3 separate regions of the Anser cygnoides genome follow, and all the other regions are linked to region 1. Evidence: chromatin contacts called from public Hi-C data. All regions are on one chromosome and are shown on one strand. The core of a region is the stretch at or near the end of the contact, and the rest is flanking DNA. Distances in the headings are between cores, read along the strand shown. Region 1 holds the start of GAPDH (glyceraldehyde-3-phosphate dehydrogenase). Region 2 holds the start of LOC106047853 (solute carrier family 25 member 36-like). Region 3 holds the start of C1S (complement C1s).

Region 1 (4,955 bases), core at 1,491-3,990:
CCACAGCCTTAGCAGCCCCAGTAGATGCTGGGATAATGTTCTGGGCAGCACCTCTGCCATCCCTCCACAGCTTCCCAGAGGGGCCATCCACTGTCTTCTGTGTGGCTGTGATGGCATGGACAGTGGTCTGGTGGGGGGGGGGGGGGGGGGGAAAGAGCACAGAAGTGAGAACACAGCTCAGTCCCAAAAAAGCATCTCAGGCACCTCCCCTCCATCCCAAGGGAGGTAGGGAGTACAGATGCTTTTCTTCACACATGAGAAACCTGGAGGTAGGGCTCCCTCCTGATCAGCAAGCTCCAGACCTACCATAAGACCCTCCACGATGCCAAAGTTGTCATGGATGACCTTGGCCAAGGGCGCCAGGCAGTTGGTGGTGCAAGAGGCATTGCTGAGGAAGAAAGACAAATCAGCCAGAGGCAACACTATCTACAGAGATGAGATCCCAAGCAGCTGGCCAAAATTCCAGGCCAGGAAGCATCCTTCTCCTTACCTGACAATTTTCAGGGACTTGTCATACTTCTCATGGTTCACACCCATCACGAACATGGGAGCATCAGCTGAGGGGGCGGAGATGATGACACGCTTAGCACCACCCTTCAGGTGAGCCTGGAAAAAGGGAAAGTGATTAGATAACCTGCAATGCCCCACAGCTAAGCAGTAAGACACTTCCTCAGACAATCTCGTCCCAATCTTGAAGAACCCACAGGGTTCTCAATGTGACCCACATGAAGGAGCAGCAGTATCCCATCTCTCCACATGCCACAGTGGCATACTTACACCAGCCTTCTCCATGGTGGTGAAGACACCGGTGGACTCCACAACATATTCGGCACCAGCATCTGCCCACTTGATGTTGCTGGGGTCGCGCCTGAGGATAGACGAAATCTTGAGAGCTGTTCTACAAGACACTTGCTTTCATTCTCCAAAGAGGCAAGCAGAGAAAAATACTTACTCCTGGAAGATGGTGATGGCATGCCCGTTAATCACAAGTTTCCCATTCTCAGCCTTGACTGTGCCCTTGAAGTGGCCATGAGTAGAGTCATATTTGAACATGTAAACCTAGCAAGGAGAACGGGGAAGGAAGGTCAAACATCCTGGCTGCAATCTCCCGAGCCCTTGCTCTGCCTATGCCACAATCTCAGCTCTCCACCTTCTCAGTGACCTTGTCCAATTGCTACTCCGTACTTGGCTCTGCCGTATCTCCCTAGCTTGCACCACTATGTTTCGTTTGTCCCTTAATCCACCTACAGCCCCACACATAGTTTCCATGGGGAACAGCTAGAACAGAGCTAGAGGAACTTCTTGCCACACTGTGCTATCCAAGGAGATGCAAGGCACACACAGTGCCCAGAGGGGGCACTCCAAGGCAACTCACCATGTAGTTCAGATCAATGAAGGGATCATTGATGGCTACCACTTGGACTTTGCCAGACAGGATGGCAGCCCTGGTGACCAGGCGGCCAATACGGCCAAATCTGGGGAGAAAAAGAGATGCAGATGAGGAGGACCAGCAAGCAACATGCCTGACTGGGCATGGAAGAACATCCACTGCTCCTTGCCCAAAAGGGCAGGAGGGAGTCCCACACCAGTGTCCAAAGGCCAAGAAGCCATGGTTAAAGATTAAGAGCGACCCCCAGCCGGAGCAACCTCAGAAGAAAGGTCAGGCGCTAAATTTACTGAAAGCCCCGGGGGATCCGGTTACTCCTCAGCAGGGTGGGAGAAGGTCACATTCCCGGGGCGCTGCCGACACACGATCCACCTGGCGACCTTTCGATAGGGAGCCGCTGGCCCCACAGCCTGCACTGGGGTGCGGGGGACCCCCAAATGGAGACGGGGCCATACCGACAGCGCCGGTACTTCCTGGGTGACTCACCCCGCGTCTCTGCGGGGAAGTGACTCAGCACCCCGCCCTCCCCGGGGCCGTTAGTTGCGGGTGCAGGGGGCCTCCGTGCAGCACCGCTGCTCATCCCCAAGTGCTCATCCCCGCGTCCTTCAGGCGACCTTGCCCCGTCCTCCTCCCCCCAGTGCACATCCCTGCAACCCCACCCCGCCGGGCGCCTCCCGGTGCCGCAGCCCGGCCCTGGCGCTCACCCGTTGACTCCGACTTTCACCATCTTGCCTCTCGGGGATGTTCCTGCGGGGAGAGAAGCAGCCGTGAGGCGTGAGGACGCCAAACCCCAGAGCCAGGCCCGGCCGCCGCCCCGCCGCTCCCTGCCGTGCCCGGCCTCCCGCCCCGCCGCACCGTTAACGGCCCCCCCCCCCCCCCCCACCGCACGTTCGGGGACCGCCCCCAACCGCCCCCCGCATCCACCCCACCCCCCCCCATTTTACCCGTGAAGCTCTCCCCTCCACCCCCCTCCCTCACCCCCCCTTCCCCACCGCCTCCATTTTGTGCCGCCCGCCTTTGTGCCCCCGGGCCCCACCGCCACGCGGCCCCGCTGCGCACAGGGGGCGGCCACACGACGCCCCCCCCCCCCCCCTCCTCCTTCCCGGCCTCCAGCGGGGCTGCGGTGGCGAACGCCCCCCTCCCCCCTCAAAAAAAAAAACCGGCAGCCCCCCACACCCCCCAAGCCCGTTACCGGCTGCCTCCGCTCGGTGCCTGGCGCGCAGTGAGGAGGTGGCTCGGCGCCGCGCCGCCGCCCTTTATAGCCGCGGAGGCAGCGCCCCCCTCGCTCCGCCCCGCCGGGCCGCCGCCGAATGGCAGCGCGGGGGCCGGGCCGGGCTACGTGCGCCCAGCGATCGCCCCCGCCCGCGCAACAAAGGGCCCCGAGGCGGGCGTTGGGTTGGGGGGAGGAGGGGGGCGAGGGTCTCCGCCGCCATGGGTCGTGTGGTGTGTGGGGGGGTGTCCCCCCTGTGTGTAGCAGGGCAGACAAAGCCCCTCGTGGTGGTGGTGGTGGTGGTGGTGGTGGTGGGGTGTCGTGGTTGCAACAGGGGGGCTGGCACCTGGGGGCTCGCTGCTGTGTGCAGCACGGGGAATGGCCTGCGATCCTTGGGCAACAAAGGAGCGGGTTGTGCTGGGCTGCTGCCTGCTTCGCTCCCCCTTTTTAGGCCCTCGCACGTGGCAGCAGTGGGTCCCCCAAGCCTCCCACACCGAGGGAGCAGCGGGTCTCCAGGCCCGCTCCCTGCCATCACGACGTGAGCAAGGATGGCCGCCGGTCCCTTCTCTTAGGGCCCCATTCCTTTCTCTGTCTCCCCTGCATGGGTTTAGCCAGGCGTGCTCTGAATGCGGCTGCCTCCCCAGCAGGCTGCGCGGCACAGCGTGAGGACCATGTTAATGAGGAACTGCAGCGCTGCTGCTACCCGCGGGACGTGACGGCGGAAATCCTGCCCACTGCCCCGAGAGCTGACGGCGTGCCTCCACCACCTTGGCCCGCCTTTTGCCGGCTGGCTGGGTTTGGGGTGTGTGAGAAGGGAGTGCTCCCCGCGTGACAGCCACCGTGGCCCAACTGGCACCCCACGTGCTGGAGAGCCTCTCCAAGCTGTGCCGTGCTGGCTCAGCGTGCTCCGCTGGGAAGCAGTGGGGCCGGTGCAGCCCAAGCCTGGGCTCTGTGGGACAGACCCACACTAGGCTTGAAAGCCTCCATCCCTTGGGAGGGGGGTACCCAGGGAGCAGGCACCTGAAATGTGGTGCCTAAGATGAGACGGAGGGAAAGGGAGAAGGTTTGGGAAGGCATGGGATGTGGGCTTGCAGATGTGGAGGGCCAAACTGGTCTCCCTCACGGCTCGGCCAAGCTGGACTCCAGCTACACTCTCAAGATGGAGAGGGAGGGTAGGGGGGGTGGGTGTCTAGCAAGGGGTCACACATCTCGTACGTAACCCAACTCTCCTTATACAGCTGCTATTCCCGGTGCACGGAGGGGCAGGCGGCTAAGTTTAGCCCCGGCCGAGGTTACGACCTTTTCTTAAAGGCCAGGGGGGGATAGCTGGTGCAGCACAGCCGCGGAGCTGGAAGGGGTGCGATCCCTCGGCGGGGGGGAGCCCCCCTGCGCCCCCTCCACAGCAGCCGGCCGCGGGGTCGGGGGAGCTGCCTGGGCACCCCCTGCACGCACGGGAGGCCCTCTGTTTGCTCGGCAAACACTCCGGCAGCCGAGCTCCCCGCGCAGGGGGGCAGAGTGCGGGCGGGATGAGCCAACGCAGCAGCCCCGTGCCCCCGAGCGGGGCCCACGATCGATATTTCAGCCGGCTGCCCCCACAGCCACCTGGCAGCGGCCCCGCAGCGCCGGCCCCGGCCCGCTGCGTGCCGCCCGGCCCACCCGGAATGGCGGCGAGCACCCAAAATGGCCCCGCGCGTGGGGGCCGCGCCGCCGCCGGAGCCGGGGCCGGTGCCGGGGCCGGAGCCGTGCCGCGGGCTCTGCCGCCACCTCCCGGCGGGCGGTGGCGGCCCGGGGTGGGAGAGGAGGTGCGGTGAGGGGCCGTGGGGGGTCCTGCCCCCCCCCCCCCCCCCCCCCGCGCAGCCCCTGGGTCTGAGCGAGGCGCCGCTCGCGGGGGCGGTGCTGTGAGCTCGGACACGGCAGTTAATTAGCTCTGTTTAATTAGCGAGCGAGTCCTCACGCACGAGGAGCGGGCTGAGGGGCAGCAGGAGCGCCACGCGTCTCCTCCGCGCTCCTCGCCCGAGCTTCAGGGCTGCAGCCGCTGGCTGGCCGTGCTCCTTCCCGTCTGGTCCCGAGCTGGTCCTCCGCAGGCTCCTTCTCCACCTGCGGACAGGCATGGCCGGTGAGCGGCCCAGCAGCCAGACACTGGCTGGGCCCTACGTCCCCCACACGGCTCAGGCAACATGAAAGTCAGCGCTGCCATGTCCACGCTCGTTGTGTTTACCCCACCAGCACTCAGCTCTTTCTGCCCCACAACCCATCCTGGGGCCGGACCCCCCCCGCCCCCCACTCCAGACACTCCCCACAATTCATGCCCTGAGGTCTCCCCTTACATTTGCTGACCCCTCGCTGCCGGCCCGCTCA
Region 2 (4,955 bases), core at 706-3,205, 470 kb before region 1:
CAATGTGCCCTTGCGGCTAAGAAGACTAATGATATTCTTGGCTGCACTGGTCAAAGTATCACCATGAGATCAAGTGAAGGTGATCCTTCCCCTCTGCTCAGCACCGGTCAGGCTGCACCTGGAGTGCTGTGTCCAATTCTGGGCATCCCAGTACAAGAGAGATGCGGACATACTGGAAAGAGTCTAGCAGAGGGCCACCAATATGATCAAGGGACTGAAGCACCTCTCCTATAAGGAGAGGCCGAGAGAGTTGGAACTGTTCAGCCTGGAGAAGAGCAGGCTCGGGGGGTGGATTTTATCAATGTCTACACATACCTGAGGGGAGGAAGAAATGAAGACATAGCCAGGCTATTTTCAGTGGTGCCCAGAGACAGGACAAGAGGCAATGGGTACAAACTGGAACACAGGAGGTTCTGTCTAAACATCAGGAAGCACTTCTTTACCGTGCGGGTGACAAAACACTGGCACAGGTTGCCCAGAGAAGTTGTGGAGTCTCCCTCCTTGGAGATTTTCGAAAGTCACCTGGGTATGGTCCTGGGCAACCTGCTCTAGGTGTCCCTGCTTGAGGAGGGAGGTTGGACCAGATGACCTCCAGAGGTCCCTTCCAACCCTAACCATTCTGTGCTTCTGTGATATCCAATCTTCTGTGAAAACCAATCTTAAAGTTTTCTAATCCGCATCAGATTCTCCTAACACTATTTTCAATACATCCTTTTTCCCAAGTTTCCTAGCTAGCTTATAAGACTGTCAGATGAAATTGAATCAGAATCCTTACTGAAGTCAAACTACTGTTACTTATCCACTAGGCCTGTTACTGTAATGTGAAAGATTGGTTTGACTTCTTTTTTTTTTTTTGACAAATGGAAAATGTAAGTTGAAGATTTAATATGTATTTGTTCTATTACCACAGGGAAGGGCAGTAAAATAAACCTGTCTGGATTCCTTAGATTATCTTATTTTTAATGGCCAATATATTTGGCCTTTTCCAGTCTTCTGAACTTCTTTATTCTCTACAGATCTCACAGAAAACTGCCAGTTGGTTTGATCTTGCTTCTTACAGTTCTTCAGCCATCAAAGGATGAATTTCATCAATCATAACTGGTCTGAAAGCACTGAATTTACCTTAGCACTTAAAAATCTATTATCTCCCTACTGCAGAATGACTCGTTACCCACTTGTCATTGGTGCTATTTACGGTATTAGTCTAGTCTCTACCACAGTGAAAACAAATGGAAAATACATGCAATTTCTTGGTATCGCTGGTAGATTTTCCTTTCCACTGAACAGAATGCCAGTCCTTTTACTGGTCTCACCCTTACTGCCTTTGTATTGACAGGCGCTATTTATGGGCTGATACTTCTTTTCCACCACAGAAAAGCTAATTATTTCTTTTCTCTTTGAAGTATTTTTTGCATGCACTTGAAGCAAATTGCCATGTTTCTTTCAATTCCTTCCAGACTAAACATCTTTTTTTTCAGTCTTCCTCTTTAGAAGGCCTGGACTAGCTATTCCCTTCTTTGAACCCTCCTCACATTTGCCCATTATGTAGCAGTGCAGTACCCAGACTAGACAACCAGTCCTGTGTCACTCGGTACTGAGCGCTGAGTAGATATGAAAACTTATTTCATCTGACCTACAGGTTATCTTTACATATATACAAAGTGATATCATAGAGTCATAGAATCATGGAACGGTCTGGGTTGGAAGGGACCTTAAAGATCATCCAGTTCCAACCCCCTGCCATGGGCAGGGATGCCACCCACTAGATCAGGTTGCCCAAAGCCCCATCCAGCCTGGCCTTGGACACTTCCAGGGATGGGGCTTCCACAGCCTCCCTGGGCAGCCTGTGCCAGGGCCTCACCACCCTCATAATAAAGAATTTCTTCCTTGTATCTGCTTTTGCCCCCCCCCCGGTCCCCGTGCTGCCGGCACCGCCACCCGGCCCGCCCGGGCACCTCCTCCGGCGCCGGGCAGCCAATGCCGGGCGGAGGGCGGGCAGGCCAGGCCGCCACCCGCGGGGAGCCTGCGGCGGGGGGCTGGGGCCGTGCCCGCAGAGTGCCGGCCATGCAGCAGCAGCACAGCACCCTGCTCCACCTGGTCGCCGGAGGGTGAGTGTCCCTGCCGGCCTCCGCCCAGCACACGCGGCCCAGGGCCGGGCCGGGCCGGGACGCGGCGCGGAGCCCGAGGCTGCCCCGGGCCTTTGCGGGTCCGCTGCTCTGCGCCTCCGCCCCGGCTGCGGCTCTGCCCCTTCTTCTGGCTGTGTTTGTGCGGTCTGGGGAGAAGGGGAGCCTCCTGGTGAAGTCACGGGGGCCTCAGCTGGGTTTTCCGTGAGTGGAGGGGGAGGGAGGCAGGGCGTTGAATGGGGGGTTAGGATGTGCAGCAGGACGGCCTCGGTGGAGCATCATGGTCCGTGGGAGGACAGCCAACCCTTAGCGGCTGCTCGTCGTAGATTTCCTGCATATCTTCTCTGGTTTTTAAATAGTTCCACTGGGTCTGGTGAGTCAGGAGTTTGGAGCGTGAATCCTGGCAGTGCCTCGGAATTCACAGCGTGCCCTTGAGCAAGGCCCTTCGCCCTCACTTCAACCCTCCTCTCTTTAAGAACCATTTGCCATTTAAATCACAAAACAGTAAAGTGTTTAAAGTTCGTGATGTCCTAAAACAGAAGATGTAACGGACCTCCAGACTTGTTGAGTAACTGCTGAATTCCCTTGTCCAGGCAAGCATCTAACCCGTTTTCCAATTCCACCAACCTGTTGGAGTCTGCATGACAGTAAGGTCCCTAATACAGCCTGTACAATAAAGCATATAATTTAGTTGCACTTGATTAGTAAATTTCCAGTTTTCTGCAGGTAATGCAACTGTGCAATGTCAGTCTTTGCTTCTGTGTACTTGCCACATCTATTGCCAGTGTTATTTTGTATACACTATTCTCTTTTGTTAATTTCTTCTTTGAATTAGATAGTCACAGCATCTAGAAGGCTAAGCCTTTTTCTTATACATTTCTTCATCTTCCTTAGCTTTCTTCTTAACCTTTTTTTCATCCTCACTTTCCACTTTGGTTCTTGAAAAACTAAGAGAGTTCAGCTAGCAACTGAACATTTGCTAGTGGGAACTTTATCAGTCTGTATCTTGTCCCAGCCAATTGAGCAGCAATCTTTGAATTACAATTAGTTAAAACCCAAGAGATAAATAAGTTCAGGTTATTGCTGCAGTGTATAGTTAGTGATACTGTTTCATCTAATTAAGCAGATCTCATTAATGAAGGGACAGTTGTTCATTTTATCTTTTAGGGACTATCAAATGAAACATGAGGCGTTAATTCAAAACTAGTGCAAGAACATAGCTTTTAACAGTGTTCAGTTAAACTGGGGGACTCCTGGCCACAGGGTATGAGAAGGCAAAAGCTTTTTATGTGTCCAGAAAGCATTTAGACTGATGAATAAAAAAGAATGTCTTGAAGGCTATTAAATGCAATGCAACACTTTTGGCTGAGGAAATTTCTGAGCTGAAAAATGCAGAGAGCTGGGAGAATATTCTGGAGAAGAATATTTCTTCTCGTACACTTCTGTGGCCATCGTTATTACCCTGTGTCTTAGACAGAATCCTGGTTTAGATGGAAATTTGCCTGACATAATATTGCAGTTCTTAAATGAAGATCTTCAAGTCATCAGCATTTTTGCCAAAGTAAGGACTGAGATATGAATTACCAGTTAACCTTGTCACACCTGTGCATGTTCTCACAACCTTTTCAGATCATTAAAAAATGTTAATAGTGGGTTTTTATATTTCTCTGTACTAATCCTCTTTTTCTGCCACCTCAAGCTTTACAGTGAACTTTGCAAACTTTAAAATGTGAAAGCAAGATGTAGAAGCAAGTACTCTTTTCTGAGGTTAAATTACATTCTTTCTTCCTTTAGCCCTTTTTGGCACTCACTGCTTTGTTCTGGGAGTATGTGTTGTATGGGTTGTCCACTGCTATTCTCCATCATATTTTGCAGGAATTGCCTTTGTCGCTTTTTTCTGGAATAGTGATTTCAGGGTTTTGTCTTTGTTAAAACAATCTGTTTATGCAGGGCCTAATGACCCTTGGTCACTGCTGAGTTCCGTGTGTTTTTTCATTGCTTGCCATTAATTGCAGCTTTGCTTGTTATTTGCCACTGTGACAGTCATTGTCACCCATGGATTTTGTCATGTTAAATGTCACCTCCTGGTTTTTGGTGGAAAAAAATGAAAATTATTAGATCTAGTCTAGAAGCGATTAGATTCTTGCAGGTCCACTGCTCCACTGACAAATGGTTTAGGAGTGGGGGGAAGAGTGAGACTGATTCTCTCTCTTTTTTTTTTTTTTTTTGTTAAAGTTCATGTTAAGGCATTATAGTTAGGATTTCTTCTAGTTTTGAACAACTGATACACCTTATTTTCTTATCTTTGTTTAGTCAGAGTTCTTGGCTCCTCAAAAAATGCTCTAGTCTTGCCATTTAGCCATACTGGGTCAGAAAGAACCTTTTACCTCAGACTCTTACTGCTGATTAAGTGACCACCATGCAAAGGAATAACTTTTTTTTTTTTTTAGCTCTTACTATTGTTTTTTAGATTCTTCTCTATTAGCTATGCATGTCAGTAGCTTGAAGAACTTGAACTCAGGAAACTTTTGTATGTACTTGGGGCACGGGTTCAAATTCATATCCTGACCATGCTCAGGTAGGGGCTTCCTGAAGAAATTAAACATTATAAGAACATTGCATAAAATTGTACCTCCTTACGTATCATTGAACAAATCTTTAGGGTACCATGCAACTGCTTCTCTAAATGTGGTCCTGTCATAGCGTTTGTCCAGCATTTAGGTGAGAAGTTGAAACTGTTCTATTTACAGCATTTATTTAAACTTCTTATTCTCTCACCACTGTACTCAGTCCTTTCCTGAGCTGGAAACTGCACTTTTGATCAAGAAAAAA
Region 3 (4,955 bases), core at 723-3,222, 420 kb before region 1:
AAACCGTGGTGCATAGATGGTGGCAACAGGCCACTGCACTTTGTCTGAGTACCCACTATCCATACACAGATCTCATGATTGATTGTTTTTAACTTCAGTCGTTCCCAATAAATATCCTCTTGCACTGAATTGTCTAGGTCTACTCATGGACTTATTCTGAATAATTTCATGGACAGAAAATCAATGCCCTTTCTATGAAAATGGGCATTTTCATGGGCTTTCATACCTGTGGCTCACTGACCTTGCAATATGTGCCTTGCAATACGGAGGTGTCAGTGATGGAATCTTACTATGGGTATAGGAGAAACATGGGGATGGTGGCATAGACAGGACACTCAGAAGGCAGACAATGCTCATGCAGTTAGGAAGCAAACTGGAGCCAATTTAGGGATGGCTAGTGCACATATATTCAGTCATTCAGGCTTCTTTGGGCTCACATCAGGAAGGATGTATCTCTTCTTCCAGCCCCGAGCTTTGTACATGGCTTTGCTGATCTATGCTATACCTCACCTTCTTGTCTTTTTCTCACTTGATGAGAATAGGGACAGTACCTTCACAGAGTCATATTCACAGTTCTGCGATGGTTCAAGATCCATATGTGTGAAATAAAGGTGAATGCCATATCCTGGAGGGACCTCTATTTCCCAAGATTCCTGCAGATCATTTGGATACACCTGAGGATAATTGGGTGACAAGATCTCACCATACATGGAGGCTGCATCAGCCCAGACAGGGAGACAGAAGAAGATAAGGTACCTGAGAAAAGAGGAAGATGATATTGCAGAAGTCTTCTCCGTCCGCATATGAACACAGTCCCTAATGAAAAGGCTAGTCTTTGGCTGTATGTAGCATGCAGCTTAGCTCCTGGCTTTGGAGTTTTAATGACCAGTGCTGTGGCTGTGTGGGGTTTATCCTGTAGCCTTTCAAACAGGACTACATTCTCCATCCTGCTCTCTGCTCCTCTCCAGCTGTAGAGGAACTAGTAATGCTGCAGAAATTGAACAGAAGGGTCTTAAATGCTATCTATACCATACTTCACTACCTTGTTCTGGAAGCTACTTGGGCTACAGACATTCAGATTTGAGAATCAGTACAATACTACAGGAAAAACACCTAATTCATAAAACGAAATTATTAATAAAACTGAGTTCCCCATGGAGATTCAGTAACTCACCACATCTGGAAAAAGCTGATCTTCCTTTCTGAAAACTTTCAGGAATTGGACTTTGGAGTTACGGTCTGGGACAAAAAAAAACCAGTGTGATTGATTAACGTTGCCTGTGCTTCTGTGTGTCTGCTAGGCAGGTCAAAGGCCCTAACACCCCAGCTTGCGGAGAATTCACCAATGATTTGCCTCAAAAGCAAATTTATATCACTGCTCTTTCATACATACAGCAACCTCAAGCTTCAAGGAGGGATGCTAGGCTCAGTGCTGACAAAATGGGGCAGGTATCTCCAGCTTGTTACTCACTGATACTCACCTTCTCCCCTTAGGTTCACCAGTGTTTCCAAAGATCGTGTAGGTGTATAGCAAATTGACAGAAAGCACCTCCCCCCCGAAGTACCCAATCCGTTCTCCCCAGCACCCCAAAAATTATGCTAAGACCCTGGGCATGGGGGAAGCATGCACTGACCCTTCTAGCTGTCAGCGACCCTCAGGAATATTTCCCTTTCCCGTTTCTAATGCTTGCAATATTTACCTTCTCTCCCTAGTTCGTGTCTGCTTTTCTTCTCTCTTGCCTTCTCTTTTCTCTCTTTCTCTTTTTATTTTTTTCTTCCTGTTCCCACCCTCCAAAAGGATCCAAGCCTGTGGTCTGGGTAAGGGCGCTGTGATCTGCAATAGCGCAGCACCCCCTAGCAGCAGGATGTAACTTCCAGTTTTCTGTGTCAGCTGCGGTGCGGGGAAAAAAGGCTTGCCGGCTTTCGGCAGAAAGGGGAATTTCCAAAACAAGTTGCACAACCCCGTTGGCTCAGGCTACGTGGGGGCGTGCACCGATCTGGTCTATATTACGGATTTTCGGGAAATCAGATGACTTTGGGGAAAAAAGGAGTCGGAGTTTTCGCATGCCTCCCCTCTCTCCCTCTTCCCCCTCGCCTTTGAAAGTTATGAACAAAATTCTGTAGCAAAAGGAAAGACCACATGAGCACATGAGAACAGGTCTAATGCTTTTGCATGGGGAGAAAAAAAAAAAAAAAAAAAGTTTAATCATCTATCCCAGAGACCACTTTGCTGTAATCCACTCTGGGACTGCAACCTGGTGGCCACAGGGCTGCTGCCACTGTTCCTCATCTTATGCTTGAGACCCATTTGGGGGGGGTATAAAATAAATAAATAAATAAATAAAAACAGTGGCCCTTCAATATTGTGCCTCTCTGAGGCTACCAACAGGAGTTAGGATGCATTGCTCGACTATTTTTTTATTATGGCCTCACTCGTATAAGAACTTTACTAAGAACACCTAACCATTTCTTTATAACTATTTACCGAGTGAACTTGGTGTAAAAACAACTGTTCACCAGGCTTAGCCCTGGAGCACGTTAGATCTAAGACCTTTAAGGAAAGGAGATTCACAATTTATGCCAGGTAGGGCCCTTAAATCAGCCAACGACCACAAACCAAGCCGAGACGAAAATACCACTGTGCAAGCGAAAAGACCTGTCACTAATACTCTAGAAATCCCCTCCTCCTCACAAACCAGCTACACTGGGACAGGACTATAAACGAATGTGTAAAACTCCACCACACACTCTACACTTTAGAAGCAGCACATCATGCTCCAGAGCTTGTTTTGGCCAAGAGAAAAAAATTCAAGTTTCAACAGGCCATAGGTAAAGTGTGCTAGCAAAGCCCATGTGAAAGACTCCTTTATATTGTCAAGGGAGAAAAACACCTACAGATGAATCATAATTGACTTCATTGTAGTCAGCAAAAAGGTTTTACTTGAATAACGTGCCTAATCTGTTTTCTTTGTCAAACCGAGAATAGGTAGAGAAAGAAAATAATTTGTCATCTCACCTCTGATGTCTCTTGGGATCATATCATGATGTTTCTAACTGGAGTTTTGAGAATGGGGAAAACAGTGATGAGAGACACACAACAAATATCAGGGAGACGTTTTATCCTCTGAACTGGGCAAAGACACTGCCAGTAACTCTTCAAGTCACAATGTCATTTTAAAATGGCATGGCAGAAGTAAAACAAATGAGTGCTGATACATTTTGCATGTCATGTAATCACAAGGGAATTGTATATTTTCATATGAACCTGACTCAGCTGGTCTGTAGCAGTGGTAAATTGATGTGTGTGAATATTAATAATTCTTAGAAAACCAAATACCTATTAAGAAAAAAAAAGGTGGGTGAAGTTAGTTAAATAAAAAGGCAGCTGCACTTTGTTTGGGTACATGTCTTTATAATGCTAACTATTTATGCAGTGATATTGATGTATATATTTAAATTGAATAAACATAAAGCATTTGTTTACGTATGCCTCGGTCTATGTTGTTGTAACGATTCATAAGATGAAACAGGTAATATATTTTACAATTCACTGAAACTATGTCAGAAACTACATTGAATAATAGTTCAAAAGAAGCAAAATCATAAAATTGAGGTCAATAAATGATACTACTAAGGTTGCCAATGCACTGTAATTCTGCTCTGAGGCACATGCATTCTTTTAAATTCCTAAGTTACATGACCACATACTACTTTTCCCAAAGTGCTGCTGCTTCCTTCATTGTGTAAGATAAAACTTTTCTTAAGATGAGTCAGAGCTGTGTAGCTATAACCTTCCTGCCAGATGCTCTGAAGAGTAGTAATGTTCATGTTTTCTTAAAATTACTGTCTCAAACAGGCTTGACTGGCTTGTTCACCACCACCGTCCCCCAGGAAGGCTGGAGGAAAAAAAAAAAAAAAAGGGAAAAAAAGAAAAAGAAAAAAAGCTTTTCCTGATTTCTTAAGAAAAGCCACATTTTTTCCATTTGGAATCAGTGAGTCAGTACATAAAACAGAGGGAGTAAATATTAAAAGTGAACACCTAACGTTAATTAGGTGAAATCCATCAGCAGGGAGCCAAGGGTATGCGAGTCCCCGAGACGAGGCAGCCCCGCGAGAGGGCAGCAGAGACCGCCGGGTGCGTCCCCTGCTGGGCAAGGCTGCACGAAAGACCGGAACGCCGGCAATGGAAACGAAATTTGCAGAAGCTTCAGCAGCGACATTGCTTCATCAACAGCTGAGCATACGTGAACTTGAGGTTTGACGCTGATGCCAATGTAGCGTCATAAAATCGCTATATATTTTCAGGTTTTTTTTAGGTTGCACTTCCTCCTCCCAAGCGCAGCAGTGCCTTGACTATTAAAAGTAATAATAATAATGAAAAATAATGGCACTCATCGAGATCTGAGTCTCGAAATCCGCTACTATGCTCTGACCCGAAGTGGTTATCTAGCATTTAATCTAAACAGGTCAAATGTAGTTAGTTTCAAGCAACTGAAAACAGAACTTTCCAGCGGAAACTGTTAGGCAATCTCAGGAGCAGATGCTGCTTCTGAAACCCTTCTGTGACAACAGCAAATTGCAGAACCAAGTCTAAATCTCCCTATACATATAGCTAACTCAATACAAGCCTATTCAAACACTAGAGTGATTTCTATTTATTTTACAAAGAGTGGACATCTCAAATAAGTTACTCTGTGCATTAAAGGCATGTTTCATAGGTTTGTTTCCTGAGCTACTTCAAGAACATGAAGGACCTAGACCAGAAGTTTCTCCAGCCCAGCATACAATGCCTTAACGCTCCTTTTGTCTGCAATTGCATGTCAGAGTTGTGGATGGACTGACGGAAAACTTCAGAAGAACACTGGTGGAGAGTGACTGCCATTTTTGCTGGCTGCAGATGTGGCCTCCAAAACCAGAAGGAGCAGCTTGCCCTTCTAAAAGCAGGGGTTTGCATC

The links. A called contact is a pair of places that touch in the nucleus more often than the background predicts.
Region 2: a contact with region 1 is called in a Hi-C map of liver, with 6 times the contacts expected there. The contact joins the promoter of LOC106047853 here to the promoter of GAPDH in region 1. A contact is called at or near these places in 2 of 7 Hi-C or Micro-C datasets (both in liver).
Region 3: a contact with region 1 is called in a Hi-C map of liver, with 1.8 times the contacts expected there. The contact joins the promoter of C1S here to the promoter of GAPDH in region 1. A contact is called at or near these places in 2 of 7 Hi-C or Micro-C datasets (both in liver).

The regions. Positions count from the first base shown.
Region 1 is chr1:102,273,497-102,278,451 of Taihu_goose_T2T_genome, reverse strand. It overlaps GAPDH (glyceraldehyde-3-phosphate dehydrogenase), which reads right to left and starts at 2,740. Exons shown (of 12, transcript XM_067004670.1): 1 at 2,580-2,740; 2 at 2,092-2,134; 3 at 1,376-1,475; 4 at 953-1,059; 5 at 778-868; 6 at 491-606; 7 at 307-388; 8 at 1-127. The coding sequence starts at 2,114. It overlaps LOC125180588 (C-type natriuretic peptide 2-like), which reads right to left. Exons shown (of 3, transcript XM_048051563.2): 3 at 4,468-4,694.
Region 2 is chr1:102,743,803-102,748,757 of Taihu_goose_T2T_genome, reverse strand. It overlaps LOC106047853 (solute carrier family 25 member 36-like), which reads left to right and starts at 1,955. Exons shown (of 7, transcript XM_048051526.2): 1 at 1,955-2,108. The coding sequence starts at 1,978.
Region 3 is chr1:102,693,397-102,698,351 of Taihu_goose_T2T_genome, reverse strand. It overlaps C1S (complement C1s), which reads right to left and starts at 1,972. Exons shown (of 12, transcript XM_013199550.3): 1 at 1,701-1,972; 2 at 1,175-1,239; 3 at 552-756. The coding sequence starts at 1,179.